Linked DNA regions of Mus musculus: region 1 is linked to region 2. Evidence: chromatin contacts called from public HiChIP or PLAC-seq data. All regions are on one chromosome and are shown on one strand. Each heading gives the region's core, a stretch centred on a gene start, on an enhancer-like site or on the middle of the called end of the contact. The rest is flanking DNA. Distances are from core to core; before and after follow the strand shown.

What was found. HiChIP or PLAC-seq counts read pairs in DNA pulled down with a chosen protein or histone mark.
Region 1: an HNF4G HiChIP or PLAC-seq map of pancreatic cancer cells shows a contact between it and region 2. The contact joins two enhancer-like sites. A contact is called at or near these places in 1 of 15 datasets of contacts at CTCF or cohesin (the NIH/3T3 cell line), 1 of 484 Hi-C or Micro-C datasets (nephron progenitors) and 1 of 115 datasets of contacts at active chromatin or transcription factors (pancreatic cancer cells).

The regions. Positions count from the first base shown.
Region 1 is chr15:61,795,866-61,799,546 of GRCm38.p6, reverse strand. No RefSeq gene overlaps it. Among named protein-coding and RNA genes, the nearest start is that of D030024E09Rik, 23 kb to the right of the region's middle. Within about 2 kb of position 1,521, at least 10 of the 459 cell types and tissues checked have an H3K27ac peak or open chromatin away from gene starts, as enhancers often do. A contact at or near this core is called in pancreatic cancer cells, where this site is marked.
Region 2 is chr15:61,480,757-61,484,098 of GRCm38.p6, reverse strand. No RefSeq gene overlaps it. Among named protein-coding and RNA genes, the nearest start is that of Gm24696, 120 kb to the right of the region's middle. Within about 2 kb of position 2,023, at least 24 of the 459 cell types and tissues checked have an H3K27ac peak or open chromatin away from gene starts, as enhancers often do. A contact at or near this core is called in pancreatic cancer cells, where this site is marked.

The sequences.
Region 1 (3,681 bases), core at 272-2,771, 320 kb before region 2:
AACAGTGTAGGTGGTGGAACTAGCTTGGTTGACCTAGAACTGAAAGCATGGGCACAGTTCATAGCAGTTTGAGACAAAGGTCATGAAGGTTCTTACTGGTTATGGCAAAACACTTAGCTATCTTGTAAGGGACGGTGAGGCCATATTTTCTGGATGGAAAATTGAACAAACAGACTGATTTAGCTTTTTAAAAAATTACATGTATGTATGTATGAATGAATGTATATATGTATACATGTGCACATGCTTGTGTGAGCCATGGTGCTAATGAACAACTCATAATAGTCAGTTGCCTCATTCTACAATGTGGATACTGGGAATCACAGTTCCCAATCAGGCTTGGGAACAAGGGCCTTGACTTGCTGAACCTTCTTGCTGATTCTCAAAAGAGTGGTTTGAACACAAGTAAGTCAACTAAGATGCCCTGGGTTCATACTTGAGATTCAGTCATCTATGTAGGTACAGCTATTGCATTAATGGTAAAGGTTTAAGGCAATATGAGCTTCTACTTAGGGTTATGCTACTGGTGCTATGCTGGCCATAGGGACTCTGTTAATGTATTATCTACACACCAGTTTATTAGATGGATGCTGGACAAGTTTAATTCACTTCAGTAGTCACTTGCTGGATTGTCTTCCATGTGCAAGGCTACAAGAGTCCACAAGGCATAAAGGGTAAAATGCCTTGACTGGCAAAGACCAGGTATTCTATAAATAACAGAATAAACAACCAGATGAATATGGTAGACATTCTACTGGGAGGAAAAGGAGATGTATAAGAAGTGGGTAAGAGATGCTGACTTTATAGTCTCCAAGGGGAGGACTCTGATAGAAATTTTGCAAGCTGTCGTTGGAAAGGAAGGTAGAAATGGAGCTTGGTGGGCATGCCTGAAGCCCCAGCTACTCATCAACAGGAAGGTTGCCAGCCAGCATGAGCAACTTAGTGATATCATGTCTCAAGAAGAAAACAAAAAAAGAAATTTGGTCTATAGTGCTAATGAGCATCAACCCAGCACTTATGAGGCTAAAGGTTCACATCCCAGCATCACATACAAAAATATTAACTAATAAAAGAATGAGTAAGAGAGTAGAATTTGTGAGTATTAAGAATCCACATGCGAATTTAGGTAAAGGAGTCCATAGAACATTCTTGAGGGCAGAGAACACTGAGACCATTTGCAACATCCGAGTTCTTTCCTTCCCAGATTGCTGGCTTCTGGCTTTTAGTGACACAGAAGACTTTTGCCTCTTGTTTCATAAAGAGAGAAGAACAGACCCCAGTTTTTCATGAAGACTTAGTAGCCAAGATGCTACTAAGTCTTCAAGGCACTAGGCTCCCTGGCTCTTTGCTTTGGCTCAACAACAGGGGATTTTTCTACCAGTCAGCTCACTCACTGCTCAGAATGCCTGGAACTCCAAGCGTTTGCAGATTGTAACATGGCCAGATCACTATGTGCTGCAGCCTGGACTCACCTAGTCAAATTACCACCAACTGGCCTGAAGCCACAGCCAAATCAGACCCACAGTTTTCCTGCCTTATTTAATCACCTGGGAGTGGAGTTCTGGAATGGCCTCTAATCTAGTGAACATACAGTAAAGAGTCTAAATGGAACAATCAATCCTTTTCTAGGGCTGAAGAGTCATAATTTTGGCATCTGGAACTAGATTTAAATGTTTCATACATTCCAGGAAGGAGAGAAGGGACTTTGATCTGCTAGGGCAGACACTCTGCCAGATGCTAATACTGCTTTCTTGTGTGTGTTGGTACTGTGAGAAAAGTATTATTACCAATTCACCCCAAATGCAAGAAACCGAGCTCCCGAGACTTGAAGGGCGGTAGTCAAGGACAAACAGTTTACTAAGTGTCAGAATTTGATTCTCAGCCCATCATTACCCAAACTTAGGTGTTTTCTGGAAATTTATTGTTGTATTTTGAGACAGGGTCTCACTATGTGTCCTTGAGTGGCCTGAAGCCAGAGATAGACATGCCTAGCCACTTGAGAATCTGCAATAATGCTCATCTTTTGAGATTTGACCTTCAATTCTCTTGTAGCTGAAGAATAGGTTTTTTTTTATTTTAATTTTCTAAGCTACATGGATTTACCCTCACACTATGCTAGATTCTGTGCCTTAAATTTTTTTAAAAATCATTTTTTAATTAGATATTTTCTTTATTTACATTTCGAATGTTATCCCCTTTCCTAGTTGCCCCTCCGAAAACCCCCTATTCCCTCCCTCCTCCCCCTGCTCACCAACCCACCCACTCCTGCTTCCTGGCATAGGCATTCCCCTATATTGGGGCATAGAACCTTCACAGGACCAAGGGCCTCTCCTCCCACTGATGATCAACTAAGCCATTCTCAGCTACGTATGCAGTTAGAGCCATGAGTCTCTCCGTGTGTTTTCTTTGATTGGTGGTTTAGTTCCAGGGAACTCTGGGGTTACTGTTACTTGTTTATGAGAAAGTTGCCATATTCTTCATCTCCTGGATCAGAAACAGAGACCAAGAGGCGTGAAATATCTTCTCTAAGATCGTGCTTCTCAGGAGACAGAATATAAACCAAGCTGCCCAAGCTAAAGCCAGTCCTCTTAGATCTGTTCCTCTGCAGTTTCTACTGGGATGCAGTTACATTGAAGAAGAGAGTGGAAAGACACTGGTTCATTTTATGAGGTGCAAAGCCCAGGCTCGAATAGGCTCAGCGTAAACATCTGTTAAACGGGGCTAAGGTTCATTGTGTGCAAAATGTTACCTGTGCATATTCTTTTTTGTGTGTGTGTGTGTTGGATAAAGGATGGAACGTAAGATCTTGTGCTTCTCAGGCAAGCCCTGGACTACAGAGCTATATCTCCAGCCCCTTAGATGCCACTTTCTACCTATATCCATTTGATACTTGCCCACATTTGTGGTAGTCTTTTTTTCCCCCCTACATTTTTTATTAGATATTTTCTTCATTTACATTTCAAATGCTATCCCAAAAGTCCCCTATACCCTCCCCTCACCCTGTTCCCCTACTCATTCACTTCCACTTGGCCCTGGCGTTCCCCTGTACTGGGGCATATAAAATTTGCTAGACCAAGGGGCCTCTCTTCCCAATAATGACCGACTAGGCCATCTTCTGTGTGCAGCTAGAGACACGAGCTCTGGGGTTACTGATTAGTTCATATTGTTGTTCCACCTATAGGGTTGCAGACCCCTTTAGCTCCTTGGGTACTTTCTCTAGCTCCTCAGTTGAGGGCCCTGTGTTCCATCCTATAGATGACTGTGAGCATCCACATCTGCATTTGTAGTAGTCTTAACACAAGTCAGAATTGGGCTACCTTGACTAGTATGACTACCAAGGCTTCTACACATGGTTTAGGATGTTGAGCAATACTATTTAGACAATGTAGCAGCATTGGGGGGCTCTACTCTACAAAGACCCCCTCTGGAGGGTAGGAAGAAATCAGATAGGGAGAAGGGAGGAGTTTTTTGTGCCTGCTTAGCCTCAGAATTCTGAAAAAGGAAGGTGGCCCTCCATGACAAGTGCTAGCAGGAGCAAGAAGGCAGGCAGGAGTGGAACACAGCAAATGAGTGAGTCTCATAAACTCACATGTGCACAGGTGCTGACCCTGCTCCTACAGTGTAAATTACTTCTCATCACTTCTCAGCATCCACAGCTGGGGAAATTTTCTCCTTACATTT
Region 2 (3,342 bases), core at 774-3,273:
GTTTCAAAGGGAAGAAGCAGAGACAAGATAGGCTTGGCTGTATTAACTGAAGCAGAATGCCTAGGTCAATGTAGCTACAGGAATGTTGACATCCACACTAGTGAGGCAGGTTGCACAGTACACAAATGGCTTTGAATTGCAGAATTTGGAAGAACACTGGCACTGTGTATACATACAATAAAGTTTCTTCATATTGCTACTATCTGAAGAACATTTAAATTTTGGTTTATAAAACAATAAAAATATCAAGATATCAGCAGGTGATATGGCCTATAAAATGATTGTCACATAAAAGAAAAATTTCCTATTTTTGTTTGCTTCAGAGCACATGAAAAATGATTGGGGGAGGGGTATTTCGATCAGTGATAGAAAAACAATGTAGCAGCCTGCTTTACAAAGAGGTAAGCTCCTATCCTGGGACCTATGTGGTATCTGGATGCTGATCTCTAGGGAACCTGGAAAAGTTGCCTTTGGGATGGAGTTAATTTATTGTTTGGACCACACATGTCCTTCATTCTTGAAAGCTTGTTTCCCAGCCTTTTGAGACATGGTGAACGGTCAGGAGATGGTAGGAATAATGGAAGTATTTTATATAAGTAACATATTTAAGTAAGTAATTTATGAGGGTGTGCCCTTGGAAAGAATGTCAGCACCTCCATCTCTCTTCCTATTCCCCCCCCCCACTCCTCTTCCTCTCTCTTCTCTATTATGATGGGAGAAAATCTGCATGCTTCCTGCCATGATGTATTGCCAACCAGAGGCCTAAAGTACCAGAGCATGCTGACTATGGCCCCACACCTCTCAAACTGTAAGCCACAAAAAGCATCTTCTCCTTGGATGGTATTTCTAGGAAAAGGGTGTTGTCATAGTGATGGAAAGATGACTAACACTATTTGGAGGGCTCAAGGATGTCTCTTAGAATTGACAGTACATCTATTCTCTCTCCAATCCATTGGCTCAGGAAAACAAAGCAGAGAGTACTTACAGATCTTTGAGAGACATGTGTTAGGATGGGGAAAAAAAAGCATGTATAGAAATAAAAACATCAACAGTGGGTTGATTGACATTCTGTATCCTTCCTGGGTACATGTGTCATTTTTAAAAACATGAATTTATATAGTCCCTTCATCAAGACACAGGACCCTGCCTGCCTCTAAAGTTCAAAGTAGACATGTAACTTTCTTTAGCCAATGTATGGTCATACACAGAACAATGGGGCTTTGACTTCAAGTGACAATTTTTTCTTCTTTCTTGGAAACATATCACTGCTATGAAAACAAGCCTAGACTGGCTATCAAAAGAATGAGATCAAGTAAAGCTGAGCCCAGTTCATTCACCCAAGGACATCTTAGGTCAGCCAGTTGTCACGTGGCCCTAAAACATGTGAGTACAAATAAGATTGACAGTGCTGTCTAGCCAACCTAGGATTGCTTATATATACATTCGTGAGCTAAGCTGGGCTCAGCAAAACTACTGAAGTGCTCTGTGAGCATTTGAGAAATAGCAGTCCACTGTTTTAAATATAGAGTTTTGGTGCCTTTGCTATCCAGTTGTTGCTCCCCACTGGAGCCAGGGAAGCTGCCTCTCAGAGTGATGTGAGGGCCAGCTAGCCTATTTACCCTCTTTTAGCTTGGATTACTTGATTCATGAAATCTGAGTGTACTGCTGTGATGACATGCTAACTGTGTGGGACACTAGAGATTTTTTTACCTGTAATATTTTGACAACAAACATGGGACCGATTATATTTCTAGGGATAAGTAAATGCAATTATTTAAATGAACAGAGCACATAATTAGCACTTAACAAATCTTGTCTGTTTTTACTCTTTTTATGTGTGAGATGGAAGAAAAGAACCTAAGGGGACATAAAGACACTTCATGAGAATAAATTCCACATGACATGCTTTCGTTCACACATCAAAGGACGAAATAGTTATTTTCTTTATCTTTCTTGAGTGATGTGTTTATTTTGAGAGAAATCACTTCCTTTACACTTCTGTGTACTGGGCATGCGTCCAAACCGACACAAAGAACTTCAGATGACGGCACCCTCTCACCTACTTCTTCAGGGCAGCCATGTGTTGCTTTGCTTTATTGGGCTCCCTTGTGAAGGCTCCTTTTCTGCCTGGGTGGATGGTAAGTGTTGACATTTACTCAGGTCCAAGGAGATAATACGCTTTTGTGACCTTGAGTCCTTCCCCAGCAGCGGAAGAACAGAACCAGAGAATTTCATTTTATATGATTGTATTACTTCAAAAGTGAAGGTGAACAGTCACACATTTTATGGCTAGAAAAATACCACTGAATGTAGTTCTATAGAGAACTCTATTTTGTCGCTATATATTTCACAATCTCAAGTAAGGGCTTAAAATTCCCCTTTATTCACAGGGTAGGTTGTTTCCAAATGAAACATGATGATTTGACGTAGCAATCAAAAAACCTTGCAGGTTACCCATGGATTCTTCAATATAGTCATTTTATTCCTGGATCGCCTCCGAAATTGTTCTTGCATTTTTAATTAAGTGCTTCTAAAGATAGTGCAGCCGATTTCCCTTCCCTTCCTTATTCCTTCCTTCCTTCCTTCCTTCCTTCCTTCCTTCCTTCCTTCCTTCCTGCCTGCCTGCCTGCCTGCCTGCCTGCCTTCCTGCCTTCCTGCCTTCCTGCCTTCCTGCCTTCCTGCCTTCCTTCCTTTTCTTCTCCTCCCTCCTTTTTCCATCCCTTCTGTCTGTTTCTGACTTAAAATTAAAATTTTAAGCCTTTCTAGTATATAAGATAGATACCTGGAGAATGGTCACAGAGAATGGCAGGAAATCAATACAGGGTATATTTTTAAGCCAAATTATTGATTCAAGTAACTGGAGCCCAACTCTGCTAAAAACCAAAGTTCTTGGTGTATACACCTCAGAGTTATCAAACTTGGGGTGTGTGTGAAGGAATTGAGATATGTATTCATCAACATATAGAATCCAGCTTAAATCTACTAACTGAGAAGAGTTAGTTCCTACACTAGAATTAGGTAGGACTTGCTCACCTGCATCATATGGGCAAACACATCCCAACATTTTAGGAAAGGACTATAGTGCTAGGGGTTAGGCTTGCATCTCAGGTATAATAACAGCTCAGGGGTATGTGTAGGGCTCCAAAAAAAAAAAAACTGTACTGCATGATATGAGAATCTATTATTCACTGAAAAGGATCATCCACTACTTTGCCCTTCTGAAATCCCTCTAATTTTATTTAATCTCTTGAGGGAACTGGGATCTGGCAGAGCTACTCTTTCTTCTCTCTCTCTCTCTCTCTCTCTCTCTCTCTCTCTCTCTCTCTCTCACACACACACACA